3 separate regions of the Mus musculus genome follow, and all the other regions are linked to region 1. Evidence: chromatin contacts called from public Hi-C and HiChIP or PLAC-seq data. All regions are on one chromosome and are shown on one strand. The core of a region is the stretch at or near the end of the contact, and the rest is flanking DNA. Distances in the headings are between cores, read along the strand shown. Region 1 holds the start of Tbc1d14 (TBC1 domain family, member 14). Region 2 holds the start of Man2b2 (mannosidase 2, alpha B2). Region 3 overlaps Sorcs2 (sortilin-related VPS10 domain containing receptor 2).

Region 1 (2,700 bases), core at 113-2,612:
GTTTCCTTGTGAAACAGCACATGCCATGTGGAAGTTTAAAAGTTACAACACATGTGCAGACCCAAGACACTCAGATATGGCTCGACTCTTGGTCTGTTTCTTCTCTCCTCCCTACCCTCCTTGGAACTGAAGTCAGGCCACTGAGCTATCCCCCAACCTCTCTCTGTCTTCTTTCATCCCTGGGGACGGTGTGCATTTCATAGCTTTTGATATAGCCTTGGTCTTGTAAGCCCTTCCTCTGGACTGTGTTCAGATTTGTGAAAATATTTTAAAATATTTGAGAGAGTTGTACAGAGGTTGAACCATCACCTAATGTTTTGAAATGAATGTACAATTGAAACAAAAGTGGTGGTACATTCCTATAATCCCAGAACTGGGGAGGTAGACTCGGGAGGATCAGGAGTTCAAACTCATTGTTTTCTAGGTTGCAACTTTGAGGCTAGCACAAACAGAACTGTAACCAAGACAAATGGATTTCCTCCTGCTTGCTTCCAGGTACCTGCCAGGGCAGGGAAATTCCTCTTCCTGTAGGACTGTGATGGTTCCAGCCTCATGTGATGGTTCCTGGCTGAAATGCAGTCAGGTTTTAAAGGGGCTTGTTTGTGTTTGTAAATTTTCGGGGTCTGACAACTCCTAGAATAAACCCAAATCATCCCAAGTACCCTTTGTATGGATCCAACAAACACTCATGTCTCTGCTTTTTGAGGCTTAGGAAACGAGTGCAGGTGAGTTCAGGAAGGGAAATGCAGCACAATGACCTGGCCTGATAGAAGACATCCTCCATAGACATCTGGCTTAACTCTGCTCAGCTCTAGCTGACTTCTACCTCCTGAATTATACTTTTTCATAGATTGTGTCTCTGTAATTTTTGCTACTTAAAAAGGTAAAATGTGCATAAAGCCAGGTGTGGTGGCACACACCTTTAATACATAGGTGGATCTCTGTATCTCAGGCTAGAGAAAGATGCTGTCTAGTGAGGCCTCTTCTAGTTCCTAAGCGAGACCATCACACAACTTTCAAAACACACTGATGATGAACCCTGTCTTGTCACCTCCTGAGCCTGCTGGGCGTTGTATACTGAAATATTAAAGTGAAGACAAAAGTTGGCGAACTACAGCGCTAGGCACTAAGCGCAATGAAACAGTGATCAGAAAAGCCCGTTTGACAGGTGACAGGCTAAGGCTATACCGGGAGGGCATTCCAAGGTCAATGATCTGTAACCTGCGCTCACGTGTACCCCTAAATACTCCCGTGGGCTGTTAAGACTCCCCCAGCTGCTGGACAGGGGCGTCCCATCGATGCGCTCCGCCGCTCGGCTCCCCACGCCTGGATCAGCCCCATGCGCTGCTTTCCCCCTCCCTCCCACTTCCCACTTCCAAGATGGCCGCGGGCGGAGCCGACCAGGTAAGGGGCCTCCGCCAGGCGTCTGCGGTGCCGGTATGGACACTGTGACTCTCTCGGAACTTTCCTTGCAGCCCTTCCTGGGCCTGAGGACAGAAAAGGGCCAGGGACACAACTCCCGAAACCCAGGACGGATACTTGGCAGGCCGGAGGAGCAGCGGTAGTAAATAGCAGGCTCCTAAGCTCTACGGAGCTGCGGCGGGGGGCGAGAGCCCTGGCGGAAGAGCAGTGGAAGCTTAGCGGGGGCGTGGCTAGGGAGCGTGAGGGCGGCGATAGGGAGCGCGGGGCGTGGTAACGCTCCTGTCCCCCGGAGTGTGACTAGGGACGAGCGTGGGGTGTGGCTAGTGAGCTCTCGGGGGCGTGGCTCTGGAGTGCGGGGCGTGGCGGTACGCCTGAGGCCCTGGGAGCGAGCGATTTGCGTTGGGTGTTGGGCTAAAGAGGCTCAGCGGAAGGGAAGAGAAGCAGCCTTGTGGGGGCGTGGCTGCGTGGCGTGGGCGTGGCGGGGGTGGGGTCTGGCGCTGGCTGCTTTTAGCCGCGGGCGGCCGGCAAGCACCTGCTGAGGCTGGGCATCTGCGGAGTCTACGCTCTTAGCCCAGCGAGTTGCGGGCCCCACGGGGCCTGGGCTGCGGGCCACGGGCCGGGGAGATGGCGTTGGAGCTGCGGTAGCTCGGGTACTGAGGGGGCTCTGCAGGGTCAAGCTGAGAGGTTGCGGATGGCTGACCGCTGCCACCTGCTGCTGCGTCGGCCAGGCAGGGAGGTCTGAGAGGGCGGCTGGGAGGGCTGGGGTCCGGCTGACGTGCGACTGCCCTCGGCCAGCGCTTGTCGCGACGTGCGCCTTTTCCAGAACTTGGTGAAAAGTTTTCTCCTCAGATGTGGTGCTGCGAGCTGTAGAGGTGTCTGCTCTGTGCGCCCTGAGCCAGCGTCCTCAGACCCCTGTCCTGTTCACATCTCTGCCTTTACTCCTTTTCAGACCCTGAGGTATTCAGATCTCTGTCCTTCTCAAACCCCTCTCCTGTTCAGATCCTGGTGCTCCTCAGACCCCTGGCCTCTTCAGATATGGTCCTCAGACCCCTGATGTGTCTCGGATCTCCATCCCCCTAAGACGTTTTTTCCCAAATCTTGCTAAAGTTTTCTCAGACCGGAGGCTACGATTGGCTCGTCCAACTTTCACGGGGCTGTGGGCTACCAACCGAGTTTGCTCTGAGGATCTGAGCCTGTATCTTCCTCAGATCTCTGACCTGTTCAGACCTCTGTCCCCTTCAGTCCTTCCTCCTCAACCCTTTGTGGTGTGTTCAAATC
Region 2 (2,700 bases), core at 176-2,675, 250 kb before region 1:
AAGATACTCAGCATCAACCTCTGACTTCCACACACATGCACACAGCATGTACATACACCACACAAAAAATAAAACACGGTACAACATTCTAGCTTACGACAATCCAAACATACACTAATGTGATGCTCATATGTTGAGAAATTATGGAAGGAAAATATTAAATATTTGTTTTTGAGAGTAAACCATTGTTTCTGTAACAGCATAGATGTTGTCTATTTGCTGAAAAACAACGCAATTCACAGCATATCTGAACCAAAATGTTCTGGGTGGTGTTTGCTGCATAGAGTGTCAGCCTTCACAGTGCAAAGCGCTAGTGCCATGTGTTCAGATCCAAGGTGGCAGTGACATCATCTGAAGTACCATGAGTGAGCACCGCCAGAAATACCTCCGATTCTTTAGGTTTGAGTGTGTTACTAGACATTCGAAAACTTTACCGTTGCCAAAATTTTTGCAGCCCCACATATGTGGTCACAACACACATAATTTAAGAAGCTATGATTGGGCTGGAGAGATGGCATAGCAGTTGACAGCGCTGGTTGCTCTTCTAGTGGACCCAGGTCCCATCCATAGAACCCTTGTGGTGGTCCACATCCCATTGGCTAACATTTGTCATGCAAAGGAGGCTGGGAAATGTAGTCCACCTGAGTCCTAAAGCGGTGGCCGCACAAGTTGGTAAATGGCTGCCCACTTCTTCATGGAAAGGTCTGACCTCTTGTGGAATCTAGAGGTCTCAGGTCCGTGGACAGGATAGAGAGGGATCTGAGCTTGCTCAAAGAACAGCTTGGGTTTTGGTCGCATTTGCTGAAGGGCAAGTGACAAAACAGGCTAGTCAGAGTCACACCTCTGGCCCCACCACAGCCCAGAAAACCCCAAACTATAGACCACCTGCTGGCCACGGAGGAGCTACAGAGGTGATTCAGGGAACTGCTCTCTTACCAATTGTAAAGTCACCAGTTTTAATTGGCTGAGAGATGGGGACTTCATTCATTTAGATCCCATGTCCCTAGCAACTCATGCCTCCTCTATTATCACATCCCATTTTATGGGGATCAAAGAGATTAAACATCTGCCCCAGCTCACCATCCAAGACCCCAGATTTGATTCTGAACCTACCAACCCTGACCCTTTCGTCGCTGTGTCTGTAAAAAGCCAGTTTCGCTTCCTTAAAATGAACTAAAAAATTTCAAGTCAAGCCACCCTGAGGCTAGAGGTCTGCGTCGGAGAGCGTGTTATCCTGGAAGGTTTCCCTCTGTGTAGACAACAGCGGTCTCCAAGTCTGGAGGTAGTGGCCTTGAGCTGCAAGACCACCATATAGGGACGAAAGCTGCAATACACACTCTAGCCGACAAGGGGCGCCGTACCACACAAAGCTCGTGCCCTGCCCGTGGCTGGCAGCGCTCGCGCATTCCTGCCGACAGGCGGCGCCGCGGGTCCCGGACCCGGAAGTGGACCGCTCTACCCAGGACCCGCTGCCCTGGCAGCGTCCCACTGCCCAGCAATGGGGCCGCTGCGCTGGCTGCCGCTACTCGGCCAGCTGTTGCTGTTGTGGCCGCGGGCAGCTCAGCCCGCCGGCCCGATCCGGGCCTTCGTGGTGCCCCACAGTCACATGGACGTGGGCTGGGTCTTCACGGTCCAGGTAAGTTGGAGCGTTCCTGAGCTCCTTGCACAGTAACTGCCTCCTGCGGAGTGCACCCGACCCAGCCGGGAAGAGAGGCGACCTGGGCTGCAGCACCCCACCCCACCCCCCAGCCTGATCCCCTGCAGTCTGAGCCTCAGCCTCGGGCTGGCCACTTCCTGCCTCGGAGTCCTGATGGCATCTATCTTATTAGACGGTCCCTGCAAAAGTTAAGGCAGAGGAGTGTGTCCCCAAAGTGTGGATTGACAGGTAGCCAGTCTCAGGAATAAGCCTGGAGTACCTTGGGTGGGGTAGGTTTCCAAGCAGGTGGATGTCAGCTGACTACAGGCAACTGGGCTGGCCCTCTGTGGTGCTGACATGAGGGCTAGCCAGTTCAGCTTCCTCTTCACACTCCTACCCAGCCAGATAAGCTTGGTATGGGGCCTGTAACCTCGAGGTTCTTTCTGTTCAAGACCTTGGACAGAGCGGGCAGGGAGAGGCTTTCTGTCCACTGGCTCAGGTTCCTTGTCTATAAAGAGAAAGTGGTGATTCCTGCCACATACCCCTAGGTCTGAGTACACTGGAGGTGTTAGGCACCAGGGTACTTGGTCTCTTGTACTTCTCTTTGGTCCTTTGGACTCATCACCACCCTTGGGGCTGTTGTGATGGCTTCTGCCTCCCCAGGAAAGCATGAGAGCCTATGCAGCCAATGTCTACACTACCGTGGTGGCGGAACTGGTCCGCGGAGGGCAGCGGCGCTTCATCGCCGTGGAGCAGGAGTTCTTCCGGCTGTGGTGGGACGGTGTGGCCTCTGAGCAGCAGAAACAGCAGGTAAGGTGGGGACAGGAGTGTCAGGACATGGGTCCCTAAGGTATCCGAAGTGTGAGAGGAAAGTTCCAGGAGGAGACTAGATAGGGAGTTCCAGATGTGCTCAGGAACATGCTAGCTGTAAAGACAAAACAACAACAACAACAAAAACTAGGCTTGTGGTCAGGGCCACTGCCCATAGACAGGGTGACGTCATCTTTCTGTCTGTTCTTGGTAGGGGACCGGACATACCCCTAAGCTAGGCTAGCATTTCTCCC
Region 3 (2,700 bases), core at 112-2,611, 260 kb after region 1:
AACTAGAGGTGAAGCCAGATGTCTGTCCCCACTTAAAAATCCCTGGTTTCTGTCTGATATGTCTGTGATGGTGGTCTATCCTGCCTCTGTGCTTCAGGACCCAATCCTTATCTGAAGATCTAGACCTGTGATGACCCAGTGGTGGTAGAAGTGTTTCTATGAGCAGGGTCAGTAAACTGAGGCTTGTGGGCTGACTGACACCTGCATCCTGAGGCCCAGACTGGAGTATCTTAAGGAGTTAGATGGAGCAGGGCAGCCAAGGACCCTGTTCTTGTGTGACTTTCACTGGAGCCCAGTGATGAATTCTGTCTTGGAGGAGAGAAAGCCCAGAGGTAGGTGCAGAGGAGAGTCACATGGGTTGCTCAAGGTCACAACAGAGGAACACCACAGCTTGTTCCCACTCGAGTGACTCATGCCAATCACCTTGACTGCCTGTACAGGATGGGTGGGGAAGGCAGCCCTCAGGTGTACAGGTTGGCTGAGAGGACCAACCTTAGGAGGTTGGGGACAGAAGACACTTGGTAGGGATGGGGGTGGGAGGGAGGAGAACTTGGGAAGCAGTTCTGCCTTGCTGGGGTGAAGTGAGGCCCGGTCCTGGCTCCTGACATTGAAGTGTGTGTGTGTGTGTGTGTGTGTGTGTGTGTTATTCCAATCCTTGGGGAGAGAAGTGAGATGATGCCCCCCTCCATGCCACCCCTCATGATTGAATCTACCTTCCTTCCCCAGGCTGCTGTCAGGGCACTGCCTGAGCCCTTTGGAGATCAAAGGACCCGAGGCAGGGGTGCCATCCAGTCTCACTAACCAAAGAGAAGTGGCAAGTTTGTCCATAGTCAATGGACTCCCATGGGTCTGGCTGGCCTGGGAGGGAACATCCACCTCCCAACAGCAGGACACATGGAGGAGAAAGCTTTGATTTGTAGCTCTCTGGCTGTTGGATCTCGAATATGTGTTCATCACGGAGGGAGAGGAGGCCTAGGATGCACTGGGAACTAACAAGAGCCAGGGGTGGGGTCTTTGTTGACATCTGCCTATTGCTTGGTCACATGCAGCTTGCCTTGCTGGAGCTGGGAGGGCTGGATGAGGTACTGCATTGGTGGCAGAAGGTGATGGAGGTGACTCTGGTACAGAGCCCATGCCCTGCTATGAAGTCTGGCAGCAGGCTGCATGGCTTTTCAGAGGCACTTATTAATTAAAAATGGAAAACTGTGCAGAGGAAGGAGGAAGAGGGCGGAGGAGGGAGGAGAAAGAGGAGAGAGGAAGGAGGAAGCAGGAAGCAGGAAGCAAGTCTACCCAGAGAGCCACGCTGGGTTCTTTGCTCAGTCTCTTCTCTGTCTCTTCCTGTTTGAGAGTCAGGGACCTGAGTGGTGGTGACTAAGGTTTTTCTGACCACACATGTTTGTTTCTCTCCTGATTCCTTTCAAGGCCTGATGTCACAGGCATCCCCTTTCCACAGTCTCTGTGGCCCAGACTCCCAGTGAGTGGCTGTTCTAGAATGTGTTGGGATTGCTGTAGTTGTTTTCAGCATACAATGAGTTGAGATGGCATTTCCCCAGCAGGTGGTCCCTAAGAGAGTCCTGGATACAGGGGTGAACATTGGAGATCTAGGTGAGACTCGCTACGTGCTTTCTGTGGGGTTGATGGACAGTTGCCATGGCTGGGAGAGCAGACATCTCCCCTAAGATGCTGGACCCAGGCCAGCATTTTGGATCTGGATCAGGCATCGTCTTGGCAGGAGGCTGTGAACCGTGCACAGCCCATGGTGGTACACACCTGGCTTTGCAGGCACCAGGGCTTTCTCACACGGGCTCATTTCCACTGCTTATAGTTTTAGCTTCTTGTACAGTGCTGACTCCCCAGCCACTAGGTCACACTTGGAATATGGCCCCACTGGGATTCTCCCATTTACTAAAGGTGCATCAGCACAGCCCAGTGACTATGGCCCTGCTTTCCTTTCTGCTCCTGTTGCCTAGAGGCCTGAAGCCATAGTGCAGTGCCTTGCCTCCCCTCCCAGTGACTGAGAGGCTCTGGAATACCAAAGCCAAAGGTAAGGGACTTGTCCTGTAGGTGCATGGCTGTCCACTGCTGCTGTCTGAGAAATTACTGCATGGAACCTGGCCTGATTCATCTTCCTTCTCTACAAAATGATAAACAAAGCAATGATGTCTGCCTGTATTTTGGTTATTTATGTTCTTCTACTGACCTGGTCCTTGGCACTCCCTAGTTGTTTAGAGCTTGAATGGGTCAAGAGGGGTACTGATAAGTGACATCCCGGCCATCCTGAGATGCTTGCCATTGTCTTGTACCAACTGCAACCCCCTAGATGAAGACCCCCAGTAAGGGATGTCTGGTTATACAGTCTGAGCTTATCTGTCCATTGTACTATGAAATGGACCACAGTCCCAGGGTCCCATGGAGTCTCCTTGGGCTCTTGGTGCTTCTGACCAGGGTTTCCAGTGTGCAAGGCTCTTTGCTGTGGCTGATGTTTCATTCTGTGACACACATGGGCGGGGCCTGGGCATCCCAGCATCCAGGGTCTTGCCCTCCATGCTCCCTCCCCTCGTGGCTCCCACTCACCCCCTTTCTGTCCCTGCTCCTGGGTCTACTGCCTTTGTTGTTGCTTGGTTGGGTTGTTCATTTCTGCGTGTAACTGGGAAGAAGTCAATGCACTGCCCGCTGTCTCGGAGAGCTAACGTCAGTGTC

Evidence for each region. A called contact is a pair of places that touch in the nucleus more often than the background predicts. HiChIP or PLAC-seq counts read pairs in DNA pulled down with a chosen protein or histone mark.
Region 2: a FOXA1 HiChIP or PLAC-seq map of pancreatic cancer cells shows a contact between it and region 1. The contact joins the promoter of Man2b2 here to the promoter of Tbc1d14 in region 1. A contact is called at or near these places in 2 of 39 promoter capture datasets (embryonic stem cells and liver), 2 of 484 Hi-C or Micro-C datasets (the HL-1 cell line and embryonic stem cells), 3 of 115 datasets of contacts at active chromatin or transcription factors (fetal liver, memory CD8 T cells and pancreatic cancer cells) and 2 of 9 other capture datasets (adipose tissue and liver).
Region 3: a Hi-C map of B cells shows a contact between it and region 1, with 1.5 times the contacts expected there. The contact joins the enhancer-like site here to the promoter of Tbc1d14 in region 1. A contact is called at or near these places in 1 of 39 promoter capture datasets (neural stem cells), 2 of 484 Hi-C or Micro-C datasets (B cells and large pre-B cells), 1 of 115 datasets of contacts at active chromatin or transcription factors (pro-B cells) and 1 of 9 other capture datasets (liver).

The regions. Positions count from the first base shown.
Region 1 is chr5:36,581,059-36,583,758 of GRCm38.p6, reverse strand. Tbc1d14 (TBC1 domain family, member 14) reads left to right here and starts at 1,362. Exons shown (of 14, transcript NM_133910.3): 1 at 1,362-1,404.
Region 2 is chr5:36,829,374-36,832,073 of GRCm38.p6, reverse strand. It overlaps Man2b2 (mannosidase 2, alpha B2), which reads left to right and starts at 1,425. Exons shown (of 19, transcript NM_008550.2): 1 at 1,425-1,636; 2 at 2,300-2,446. The coding sequence starts at 1,499.
Region 3 is chr5:36,325,237-36,327,936 of GRCm38.p6, reverse strand. The region is part of intron 1 of Sorcs2 (sortilin-related VPS10 domain containing receptor 2); the gene reads left to right. Among named protein-coding and RNA genes, the nearest start is that of Mir7689, 25 kb to the right of the region's middle. Within about 2 kb of position 1,361, at least 24 of the 459 cell types and tissues checked have an H3K27ac peak or open chromatin away from gene starts, as enhancers often do. A contact at or near this core is called in B cells, where this site is marked.